Linked DNA regions of Mus musculus: all the other regions are linked to region 3. The links are chromatin contacts, called in public Hi-C and promoter capture Hi-C maps. All regions are on one chromosome and are shown on one strand. Each heading gives the region's core, a stretch centred on a gene start, on an enhancer-like site or on the middle of the called end of the contact. The rest is flanking DNA. Distances are from core to core; before and after follow the strand shown. Region 1 overlaps Cnot2 (CCR4-NOT transcription complex, subunit 2). Region 2 holds the start of Ptprb (protein tyrosine phosphatase, receptor type, B). Region 3 holds the start of Lrrc10 (leucine rich repeat containing 10). Region 4 overlaps Cpm (carboxypeptidase M).

What was found. Promoter capture Hi-C pulls out the DNA fragments that hold promoters and counts their contacts. Hi-C and Micro-C count contacts between places; a contact is called where the count stands out from the background.
Region 1: a Hi-C map of the G1E-ER4 cell line shows a contact between it and region 3, with 4 times the contacts expected there. The contact joins the enhancer-like site here to the promoter of Lrrc10 in region 3. A contact is called at or near these places in 6 of 39 promoter capture datasets (the 3T3-L1 cell line, the C10 cell line, cranial neural crest and 3 more), 2 of 484 Hi-C or Micro-C datasets (the G1E-ER4 cell line and double positive thymocytes), 1 of 115 datasets of contacts at active chromatin or transcription factors (bone marrow-derived dendritic cells) and 1 of 9 other capture datasets (adipose tissue).
Region 2: a promoter capture Hi-C map of second pharyngeal arch cranial neural crest shows a contact between it and region 3, with 4 times the contacts expected there. The contact joins the promoter of Ptprb here to the promoter of Lrrc10 in region 3. A contact is called at or near these places in 6 of 39 promoter capture datasets (the 3T3-L1 cell line, cranial neural crest, frontonasal cranial neural crest and 3 more) and 1 of 115 datasets of contacts at active chromatin or transcription factors (pancreatic cancer cells).
Region 4: a promoter capture Hi-C map of the 3T3-L1 cell line shows a contact between it and region 3, with 4 times the contacts expected there. The contact joins the enhancer-like site here to the promoter of Lrrc10 in region 3. A contact is called at or near these places in 3 of 39 promoter capture datasets (the 3T3-L1 cell line, 3T3-L1-derived adipocytes and pre-B cells) and 2 of 484 Hi-C or Micro-C datasets (embryonic stem cells and pro-B cells).

What each region holds. Positions count from the first base shown.
Region 1 is chr10:116,512,123-116,514,984 of GRCm38.p6, forward strand. All of the region lies in intron 4 of Cnot2 (CCR4-NOT transcription complex, subunit 2), which reads right to left. All of the region lies in intron 2 of Gm31593 (a long non-coding RNA gene), which reads left to right. Among named protein-coding and RNA genes, the nearest start is that of Gm31593, 4.6 kb to the left of the region's middle. Within about 2 kb of position 1,264, at least 26 of the 459 cell types and tissues checked have an H3K27ac peak or open chromatin away from gene starts, as enhancers often do. A contact at or near this core is called in the G1E-ER4 cell line, where this site is marked.
Region 2 is chr10:116,300,029-116,302,876 of GRCm38.p6, forward strand. It overlaps Ptprb (protein tyrosine phosphatase, receptor type, B), which reads left to right and starts at 1,346. Exons shown (of 32, transcript NM_029928.2): 1 at 1,346-1,651; 2 at 2,080-2,353. The coding sequence starts at 1,598.
Region 3 is chr10:117,043,978-117,046,975 of GRCm38.p6, forward strand. Lrrc10 (leucine rich repeat containing 10) reads left to right here and starts at 1,364. Exons shown (of 1, transcript NM_146242.2): 1 at 1,364-2,791. The coding sequence starts at 1,446. The coding sequence ends at 2,270. It overlaps Gm10747 (a long non-coding RNA gene), which reads left to right. Exons shown (of 3, transcript XR_872056.2): 3 at 161-708.
Region 4 is chr10:117,674,172-117,677,219 of GRCm38.p6, forward strand. Cpm (carboxypeptidase M) reads left to right here. Exons shown (of 9, transcript NM_027468.1): 7 at 1,769-1,921. Among named protein-coding and RNA genes, the nearest start is that of Gm25709, 13 kb to the left of the region's middle. Within about 2 kb of position 1,655, at least 87 of the 459 cell types and tissues checked have an H3K27ac peak or open chromatin away from gene starts, as enhancers often do.

The DNA.
Region 1 (2,862 bases), core at 14-2,513, 530 kb before region 3:
GTAATGTTTCAAAGTCAAGTGGCTAGAGATGGCATGACAGGCGAGTCTGCCAAGCTGTATGAGAATGCAGGCAGATGACAGGGTAGATGAGCCTAGGAAACAAGGGGAAGAGAAATGGAAGAAGACTGATTACAGACCTACAGGAGAACATGCCTTCCGCAAATTAAGGATGTATCAGATGGGAAAATGGATAAAGCAAACTGCTTTCAAAACTCAAACCTAGAACAAAAAGCTATTGTGAACCAGACAATAGCAGACAAAAGAAGCTCTGCAGGACCAATTTTCATGGTGCACGCAGTGCCACACGTTTCCGTAAGCAAACTTTGTTCGCTCCCCCAACCTAAATGTCCAGTATAGATTATTAATTAGTACCCAGTCACATAAATCTCCAATCTTGTAAATATGGCAATTTTCTTTCCAAACGCTATATAACAAGCTGTGTAAACTGTATTTCCAAACTACCCAAATCCAACTGCTTCTCGGTCTCTAGCCCAATTCCCTGCTCCTGCTTGACTCTCACTCCTTCCCCATTCAGCCCGCTTTCTACAAAGCAAAGTGATGGTTAAAGAGGAAGTGGCATCAAAAACCTTTGCTATTCATGTACAACAGCAATCAGAACGTATTCAAATTACTCTTTTCTTTTACATTTATGCATTTCCTTTGTGTGTATGCAGAGGTCACAGGACAACGGTAGGACTGCTCTGTGCGTGAGCTCTAAGGTGGAGCTTGGGTCATCAGGCTGGCACCTTACATAGGGCCAGAACATGGGCCGGATTCTTCCTTTATTTTTTCATGTGTTAAGATGTTTTGCCTGTTCATGTCTGTTTATGACGCGTGTAAATAGAAGTTCTTGAGGAAGCCAGAGACAATGTTATATCCTCTGGCCCCTCAGTCACTGATGGTTGTAATCTGCCATGTGGGTGCAGGGAACAGATCCTGGAGGGCTCTGAAAGAGCAGCCAAGTGATCTTAATCTCTGAGCCATCTCTCCAGCCCAGTCTGAATTCTTTAGCAGATGTTTACAAGGCTTCCTATGATCTGAGATATCCCTTGGATAATTCACTGATGTCCTCTCGTTCATTACATGGACTTGTTGACTGCTCCTTTGTCAGGAAGTGACTTACTAGAGCGCCCTAGCTTTCCTATACTCAAAAGGCTCAGTCACGACCACTCATTCCGGGAACTATCATTCTATTCTCAGTACTCACGTTCCACACTAACTCTTAATTCCTAAGACAGAGAGGCTTTTTGCTGATTCACGTAACCCTGACCTCCTCACACATCTCATGAGCCTGACTGGGAGGCTTTGTCCTACTTGTTACAAGAACTGCAGGGTTTCCTCGGTTGTGTTTATTGTCTCCGCCCATTACAAGTCAGCACTGAGAAAAACAGGAACTTCATTACTTGTTATACTATTGATTGGGTCTTGGTACAGAACGTTATTCAGGGCAGCCCTCATCAATAATACATGATGAGTGCATAAATGTCACAACACCTTCAGTAGCTTCTTGGGATCTGCAGAGGCAACACTATCACTAGGATCATGACTTCAGCTCTTGGGTTTCACACACTGTGTTAGATTCAGAGCACTACTCTTACAAAGGAACTTAATCCTGGCTCCATCACTTGCCATCTACAAGACCTTACAAGTTCCTTAACATTTCATGGAGTTGTGAAGATTAACACACAGTAAATACTGGAATACCAGCTTCCCCCTCATTTTTAATGTGCACATGACAGTTGAAGGACCCAACAAATGATCTTAATGTCAAAGAAAAATGAGGCAGTTTAATTAACTGAGTTTCCACAGAAAGTTTATACAGGAAAGCTTAATGATCTCTTTGATCTCTAATCCACATGAAAGGAAAGATTATACTTTACTAATAGCTGAAACTAATTGATAACCAGAAAGTTCCTCATTCCCTAAATTGTTTCATCATTAAACTATCTAAGGGCATATACCAACAGTATGTTCGAGAAACTTATCTTCTTCATTATATAACAGCAAATATCTACTAAGTGCTTCTCATAAACAAAGTCCTAATGGCACAAAGACAATCAAGACACACAATAAAAAACAGCAGTGTGTTTACTAGATAGTAAGCTCACAGCATCAAGGAGAATGGTCCTATCCACATACATCTCTCCAGTGCATACAACAAGCACGCCAGACTCAATTCCTAAAGCAACTAGAAGTTACTTTGCCTGGGCATCCCAACGTCAGGATCTTCACTTTTAAATCGTGTCAGTTATGCTCTCTTGCTCTACAAAGTCAATTGCAATCTCAGATGTCTATCAGTTAGAACTAGGTACTATACCACCACACACGAGTCAGGACTCTAAATCCTAGGAAGACTTATTTCTGTTTCCAAGTAGCCTGGGGCCTTTGAGAATCCAGACACAAATGTCTATGGTTCATCGAGACAGCTGGTTAACTAACTGCCTACATATAAGACACACACTAGGAGACACTAGATAAACTTTTCCTTATCCCACTTCCAAGATTGTAAATACTTAGCCGAGTAAGAAAAGACTATTCCAACTATACAGCTACTTCATTTCAATGCAATGAAGATCTAGGAGAAATGGATTCCTGGAAATTTATCTATTTCAATCCAGTAATTTTAGGGCCCAGGAATATGTAAGGCTGTAAGACTGACTCAAATCTTACTAGCACACTTAGAAAACATCATGCAACTTGAATACAGTATGCCTCCTGGCTGTTATCAACTGCTGAGCAGTATCCACACAAACCCTTGGGTTTCTGTGGATCTCATGTTTACAATTGTGATACAATTATATTACTCTAGGGGCCTGAAATCATACAATTCTCTAATTCAGTATTTTCTGGATACCTCGTACA
Region 2 (2,848 bases), core at 96-2,595, 740 kb before region 3:
CCAATTAAAACTTTTGAGTGCTTATTAATGGTCAGGCCAAGAGCAGGCTCACACACCTCTTGAATGTTTCAAGCTCAGGGATATAGCATTTTTAAAAGGCAAAAACCACAAAGATATGTCAAAGTTAGAAGAGGATAAGAGAACCTCAAAATGTTCCTTCCTGCCAGAGCATAGAGGTCATTTTAGTTACAACTTGCCAACTATTTTGCTCAATACATCTGGACCAAAGTCGAGGTATGGAAATCTCAACTATGTTGCCAAGGCAGACATGACAATTATGGGGGTGGAGGACGTGCGGGGGGAGGGGGGGATAAGAACTATCTTAAGCAAACAGTAAATGGAATCCGAACATGACTGCCTTGTCTTGGTTACTTCAGTAGGGTTATGCACCCAAAACCTTACAACTATGAAAGTGGCTGCGATGTTTCGCTATTCTTACCTACATTCCATTAAGCACTTTTGCTGCTCGGATGGAGTTATTTCTAGGACCCACTTCTAGACACATTTCTACAGGGTATGGGACAGTTTCTAATGCGCTTGCAGTTAGTGTGGAAAACACCACAGCTGCTTTGGAAGGCGTAGAAAGAAGCTGGGGTCCTGGAGTGTTTCCCAGTGAACTGAGCTGATAATTGCCTTCTTCTCTCAGGTGGGGCATGGCATGCCCTTCTGGATGGTCAGTGGTGGGATTGCCTGCAGGGGCTAAAGCACATAGGTGATGGATATTTTGTTGTAGCTTCACAGTATTTGCCTGAGATTTAGGGAACACACAGACCTGTGGTACAGAAACGGGCAAGTGGCTGGAGAGATGGCGCTCCTGTTGATGGGCTGGCTCTTGGCGGGTCTTTTCTCTCTGGCTGATGTCAAGAGGATACACATCGTGACAAATGAGTGTTTTGAGGTGAGAAGGACTAAAGCCCTCTAATAAAAGGCTTCAGGAAAGAGTGTGGGCGACCCAGGGAAATGTGCTCGGGTCAAGTTTAAGCCTGGGAAAAAAGAGGTCCTGGAGAAAGATAGGAAGGAAGATAGAGAGGGGGGCTCTGGGTGTGCAGAAGGGAGGGGGGGCTGAAAAGCGAGAGGGCTCAAGCACTATTTACTGGTTGTAGGATAGGGTCAAGGACCACTGAGAAGGAAAAAGTGAGAGTGAAGGAGGAGGTGAAAGCAAGACTTTGCGGCCCAGGAAGGGATTCTTGGCTGGGGGGGCTGGGGTGGCGGCAGAGGGGGCGGGAGGGGTGGCAGCTTGGCTGGCCTCAGGCCCCCTTGGCAGCCTCAGGCGTTGGCTCCTCAGGGCTCCCTCCCTCTCCCGAGCATTGTTCCTTTGCCGGGAGACAAGGAAATTGCCTTTTGATTGCGGAAGTCCCGGACGGGGCTTTGGGGGCGAGGCAGCGCGGGTCAGAATGGCAGCGTGGGAAGGGCCGCGCGCCGCGGGTCCCCGCCGCCTGTCGTGTCCGCTGCCCGCCCGGGGCGGCAGCAGAAGCAGCGGCTGCCACGGCCCTTGAGCATCGCCAGCCCCGAGGGTAGCGCGCTGCGCCCGCCCGCAGGGCGCGCTGAGCGCTCAACAAGTGGTACCCAGAAGTGCCCTGGCTGGCCTCCCAGCGAGATGCTGAGGCATGGAGCCCTAACGGCCTTGTGGATAACACTGAGCGTCGTGCAGGTAAGCAGGCAGAGCAAGGTCTGGGGATGATGCTCCACCCCAGCCAAGAACTGAATATGTCCTGTTGCTGGCCTCCGGGGCTGAGCTGCTAGGAAAAAAGGGACAGAAATCTCTTGCTCCTTCCCTCCTATCTATGGGACAGCCATCTATCCACCCTCTCTGAAACCCTACCATTACCAAACTGACAGCTCTCCCTGCTGTCAAGAAAGCAACCTGTGTCTGCAGCTGTTCCTGGGGGAGGTGGGACAACTAGGGTGAAAGTCTCCTGCCAGCCACTTTCCCCGTGGGCCCTTTCCTGGACTGGAGGATGAGAGGCCAGCTGTAGCTGGACTCCAGGGGTGAGGACAGGTGACTTGGGGAGCTTGCTGCGGACATCTCTAGGCAGTGCAGGCTATGGACTTAATCTGTGCTCTCTGATTCTTTTACAGACTGGAGTGGCAGAGCAAGTGAAATGTAACTTCACACTGTTGGAGTCCAGGGTCTCTAGCTTGTCAGCGTCTATCCAGTGGAGGACTTTCGCGTCACCCTGTAACTTTAGCCTCATCTACAGCAGTGATACCTCGGGGCCCATGTGGTGCCATCCTATTCGGATAGACAACTTTACCTACGGATGTAACCCCAAGGATTTACAAGCAGGGACCGTCTATAACTTCAGGATTGTTTCTCTGGATGGAGAAGAGAGCACTCTGGTCTTACAGACAGGTAAAGTTCACAGGTGTAATGGTCGGCCAGACTGCTCTACGCCGAGCCTTGACTTTTCCTACCGAAACTTTCCTTTGATCTGTAGGCATTTAAAAAGGATATATATACTTATTTATATATTTTATGTATTATATCAAATTTATATATATATTTAGAGAGAGGAATAACCTGTGATGATATTGGACCATGACTTCTAGTTGGCTGAGTTCTGATCAGTGTAGCTTGCTTGACTCTTAAAGAGTCAAGCAAGCTCTAAACAGCAGCTGAATGAACGGCACCTGGAAAGGGGGAGGGGGGACTCAGGGGGAGAGGGGAGGGCAGCAGAGGGAATTTTTTAAATTGATGTAGTTTGAGCTTCCATTACATTAAATTGTCAGACGTCAGATCATTTTAAGTAACTGTTTTGAGAATAAATAAGTTTTGGTGATTAAGGATATGCCTGGTTATATGTATAAGGCGTGAACCAGGACATAAAATCATCAGGAATAGGATAGG
Region 3 (2,998 bases), core at 114-2,613:
TTTGGAGTCACACACGTGGTCACCCTGCTACTGAACTCCGAGATTATTTGGCGGGAATCGGGCCCCCTCCCCCTTCCTTCATAACTGAGTGTCGGAACAGTAAAATTGAGCTTTGATCAGAATGCCTGTCTTAGCTGCATCATTTTCTCTCGCCGCCTAGCCCCTCTTCTCTTCCAGGTTTCCAGAATGCCTTTCCAAGCTAGAACCCAGGCTATGATCTGCTGGCCGGACACAACATGCAAGATCCCACAGAGGCCAGAAGACAATGTTGGATCATCACCCCACACCTCACATCCAAAGCTGCCGTTAAAGACAGTTGTAAGCTATCAGATACAAGGGCTGGCTGGCGTGGATATGGCGTGGATATGAGGGCTGGCGTGGAACCTGGGTCCTCTCAAAGGGCAGCACGCGCTCTCCACCTTTGAGCCATCTCTCCAGCCCCCAGCAGCCAGACCTTGGAGGCCCTCGTTCTTGGAACGGTCTGGCTCATCGTTGCTTTTCTCAACTGGACGCGATTATGGACGAGAAGTACAGAGCTTTAATGGCCATTTAAATGGGTCTGGAAAGTGTTCCCACCTCTGGAAAGTGCCCCCCCCCCGGGTGCATTACATTCTAATGAATTAATTAATAATTACATTCTAATTAATCTATGCTTTTGAAGGCTAGTCAGCCTTCCTTCTTGTCCTTTGTCAAAGAGAGGATTTGTGTGTGTGTGTGTTCGTTTTGGCAGAAATGGAGACGGACCCCAGGGCTTCAATTCTGCCATACGAGCACCCTACCACTGAACTCCACTTCCAGCTCAAATGTACCCTTTTACAGTGTGGCAAGACGCTAGCTGGACACAAAGCAAGACTGTACAAATCAGAAGCCATTGCTTCTGATTACATATTGGTTAAGGCTTGTTGGAACTGGAGAAAATCTGTAAAGGATGTAGGCCTTTGGCAACACTTTGAAGGATGCATCCTGGAAAACTTAGCAGCGGGTTGTTGTTGTTTTGTGCCCCACTCAGGATTGAAGCAGGGCCTTGTTCGGGTTAGGTGAGTTGTAACACAAAGGAGATGACTATGCATTCAAATATTTACAGTTTTACCTACATAGTACAAATATAGGTGTTTTTCATTTTTACTTCTCCACCTTTGTCACAGTATTTTTTCAATTTGGGGGGGGGGGGCGGGAGATCAGGAGAGAGTAGATAAGAGATCAGGGCTTAAGTGATTAAAGACAAATATGTGAGTTGGACAGGACGTCCCAGACCCTGCCTGTCCGGCCTGTCACCAGACACTCAAGCTGCTATCAGGAGCACTTTATTCTGTCAAAGTGACTGGCTTTTGTCACCGAATTCCGGGTTATAAAGAGAGGGTAGAAGGGTTCCCGAGCAGTGAGCACAGCCAGCCCACTCCCTGACAGAGTTGGTGGGCAGGGGCTCGCCTTGCAGCCCGTTTCACATGGGAAACACCATCCGGGCCTTCGTGGCTTTCATCCCCACCGACCGCTGCCAGAGTTATGTGGTGGGAGACCTCCGGGAGATGCCCCTGGACAGGATGGTGGATCTGAGCGGGAGCCAGCTGCGTCGCTTCCCACTGCACGTGTGCTCCTTCACGGAGCTGGTGAAGCTCTACCTCAGCGACAACCACCTTCACAGCCTGCCTCCCGACCTGGCACAGCTGCAGAACCTGCAGATCCTGGCCTTGGATTTCAACAACTTCAAAGCTCTCCCCCGGGTGGTGTGTACCTTGAAACAGCTCTGCATCCTCTACCTGGGCAATAACAAACTCTGTGACCTCCCGGATGAGCTCAGCCTGCTCCAGAACCTACGGACCCTGTGGCTCGAATCCAACTGCCTCACCCGGCTGCCCGATGTGGTGTGTGAGCTGAGTCTCCTTAAAACCCTGCATGCCGGTTCCAACGCCCTACGTCTGCTACCCGGCCAGCTCCGGCGCCTGCGCGAGCTCAGGACCATCTGGCTCTCCGGCAATCAGCTAGCTGACTTCCCCTCGGTACTGCTTCGCATGCCCTTTCTGGAGGTGATCGACGTGGATCGGAACAGTATCCGCTACTTCCCCAGCCTGGCCCACTTGACAAATCTGAAGCTGGTCATCTATGACCACAATCCTTGCAGAAATGCCCCCAAGGTGGGCAAAGGGGTTCGCCGTGTTGGGAGATGGGCAGAGGAGACACCAGAGCCTGACCCCAGAAAAGCTAGGCGGTACGCACTGGCCAAGGAAGAGAATCAAGAGCCACCTCCTCCCCTTCTTCCTTCCAGCTCTTGAACAGCTGAGGTTGAAGGCCAATTCAAAGGTTACCCCACTGCTCCGAAGGCATCTCATTAGAGCGGAAGGGATGGTCCTGGCTCATCCCAGGGCTGATGGAGAGAAAGCCAGGTGAGATGCTGTAAAGGAATAGGGCGAAGAAAACATTTCCAGCCCCCAGCACCTCTTCCTAGGGGGAAGGTGTGTGCTGTTGCTGGCCTGGAATCCAGGGTGACTGTCACTCCTGTGCCAGAAGCAGTTCCTTCACACGAGCTATTTTGAAACACCAAAGAACAAGACCAGCCACAGCACTCTTCCACCACGCAGGAGTAGCTGGTCACAAGGCTGGTGAGTGCTTCAAAGACTGTATTTGTTAAAATAAAGAAAACAACGCCACCAGCTGCTCAGTGGCCTGTCTCTAGCTCTCTCTAGCTCTCATGCCTCTTTCCTTCCCGAGAACTTCTGCATAGTACCAATGTACTGCTGTTACTAATTTGGTTCCTGAAAGGGACAACTCTACCCAATCAGTCTTGATTCGAAGGAAAATAAAAAAAACAAAGCTGTGGTCACACAGCCTGAGCCCCTCCCCCCCCCCCCCCCCCCCCCCCCCCCGCACTTTAGCCCCTGCTGTAAATGCCACAAAGAAGTCTTTCCCTGAAGCTCTGCCTTCCAACTTCCCAGTGGTTCAAGCCGGTTCCACTCGTTTTCCCTCGTAAGGTTTGACCTAAAGTCCGCTCAGTTTACTGTCA
Region 4 (3,048 bases), core at 405-2,904, 630 kb after region 3:
CTCTTACGCCCTGAGCCATCTCTCTATCCCTTGAGCATTTTGTTTAACTTAAACTTTTCCAGTGCCTGTTAGAGCACATGTGTTCTCTGGGGTGGGTACTGTACTGGTTACTGGTTTGATTGCTGGGACAAAGTGCCTGACAGAGCATCATTTACCTTACACTTGCATGATTGGTAGAAACAGGGGAAACAGAGGTCACTGGGAGACCAGGGACAGATGCCACCTGCTAGCCCTATCACTGTGGCCCTGCCTCTGCCAGGAGCAGCCAAGGACTGAGTGCCCAGACACATGATCCTATGGAAGGGCATTTCACATTCAAACCAGATCAGATACTGTGTGTAATAAGGTGTAATCTACTTCCTTCAAAGTTACTATAGGGCTGATGGTGTGGCTTGGTGGTGGACCACTGAACTGGTATAATGAGATTCTGGCTAGAGCTCAGTATATATTACAGAAAGAGAAGAGGAGTGGGGGGGGGGGGGACTTCATTTCATCAAATCTAAGCTGTCATTCGTATAAAATATAACATACCACCAGGAAATAAAATCCTCTCTGTTAAATACACATTTTTCAGACATGAAATTTTAAGACACATAAATCCAGAGATGTCATATACGAAATTTCATGCCCTGTAAAATACACAGTAACTATAACCCTTTGAATTTAGGGTCTCCTAATGTCAAAGAATTATAAAGCACACAAGAGCAGTGACAGCTGGAAGCCACACGCACCTGTGTCTGAGCCTTCCTAAAGTCAGTAGCATCTTCTCTGAGTCTCAGAGACATCTTGTCATAAAGAAGACCAAAGCCACAAGGCTGCACCCTGCTCTCTGCCACCCATGGGCAGGAGTCCCTGGACCTGCTGCCCTCAAGGACTGTTCAGACAGATTCCATGAGATGGCATAAAGATCTTAGGAAAGAATCTAAAAAAACAACCCCTGAAAACTCAGTAATATAAACATTATTATTATTCCTCTAAAACCAGTGTCTCTGATTTTAGTTTAATTAATTTTATAGTTTACAGAAATATTTTTAAAGATCTGCTTTTTTCGTTTTGTTTTTTGTGTATGCGTGTATGTTTGTGTGAGTCTATGCCACATGTGTGCAGGAGACCAAAAGAAAGGGGTCAAATCCCCTGGCCTGGAGCCACCTGATGCGGGTACTGGGCACCGAACTCAAGTTTGCTGGGAAAGTACCAGTATCCGTCTTTCCAGCCCTACAGAAATACTTTAAAAAACAATCATATTCTGCTGTCTTTCCCAGCCTGTTTATCCCACTACCTTTTTGCAGTAGAGTCAATAAACTAAATTTTCCTTTTTGCAATATTTTTAACTTAAAATGTCTTTGAGAACATGAGTGCCCCATTTACACCGTGTCCTGTCCTCCTCTGAACCTCTTCTTAAAAACAGCCTGTACCCACATAAAATGTAGCCTCTACCCTCTAACCACGCCCCTACTCCTTTCTAGTTAGAATGCAATTTAAGGGGGAGGGGTGCTCTTGAAATGTAGGATTTTAAGGGAGGGGGAAATCATTTCCCATCTCTGACTTAATTTTGGTGCATAACTGAGTTTCAGTCAGCTGCACCCCAGCTACCTCACGGGACCCCGTGTCTGTCTGATCACGTGATGAGTTGTGAAGCCCCACGTGACGGATGTGTTAATTCACAGCCAATGCCTCTTTTTCTCATTCGCTCGTCTCCCGGGCACGTGATACTTGGCTCCCTTCCACCACTGGTCCTTAACAAAAATGAGATGTGCTTGCTTTGCAGGGGGAATGCAAGATTACAACTACATCTGGGCCCAGTGCTTTGAAATTACCCTGGAGCTGTCGTGCTGTAAATATCCTCGCGAGGAGAAGCTGCCGCTCTTTTGGAACGATAACAAAGCCTCTTTGATCGAATATATAAAACAGGTGCACCTAGGTTTGTGTCCTATATCTTCTTGTTAACACTCACAGCGTGGGTAGAACCTTTGCGTCGAGCATATACAAAACCTCCTCCGGGGACTTGGGGCTGGACCTGGTTTTCTATGCCAGGACTAAGGGTTTGAATTCTCAACGTGTTATCTACAGTGTGTGAGAGATGCTAGGCTTAGCTGTTCGTTCGTAAGAGAGGATGAGTCACTTGTTTTGAGGGCGTAAAAGCCCAGAGTTCCCCCAATTTTACATATGGAATGATATGCAAATCTGGCAAAAAGATCAGGAAAACCGGATGTACTCTTGCAACATCTTCAATCAGAAGCCTAGTTGTAGCCCGCTGCGTGGCTCTGCAGGTAAATGCGCCTGCGCCAAGCCTGGTGCCCTCCGTTCATCCTGGGAGCCCACAGGGTGGAAGGAGAGACCTGACTACTGTCCTCTGACCTCCAAACTCTTATGCCATAGAGCACGGGGGCCTCCCCAAGACAATAAATATGTAAATAAGCAAATGTAAAAATTTGAAAATAAAACCGAGTGCTGCCGGCACCTTTATAACATTACAAACATATCATTGGCTCCCTCCACCTTACGTAATCACCGTGCTGGGTCCTTGGTTGTTATTCTGACATTTCAGTTTCCGCTGGCCTTTTCCCGTGAGTCCTGGAATAACTGAACCATCATCCATTAAGGCTCTCCCGATACTGATTCTTTAGTAAGTCACTCTGAATTCTTTTGTGAAGTCACCCTTCGTCACTATCATCAAGGAGGTGTAACAAGACATGAATATGTCTCTGCCCCTCGCTGCCCTCTCTGTCGCCTTTTAATCTAGCCATCGGGATGATGGGATGATCCACAGAGCGCTGAATCAGGGCCAGCTTCGCATGCCATGTTTAATACGGTATTAGTGTGCAGAAGCTGTGCAGCCCGATAAATAATAAGTAATAAATAATAGCATAAGCATCGTTGGCAATGGTATATTGAGTTTATGAGTCCATTTAATTAGGCCGTATCAAGAATATTTTTCCACCCGCCTGTCCCTGTAATCTGCTGAGAACTCAGATAACAGTAGGTTTATTAGCACGTCAATCCTGCCCCCTTGTGGTTTAAGACAGGAATATTTTTTTCTGACTTTAA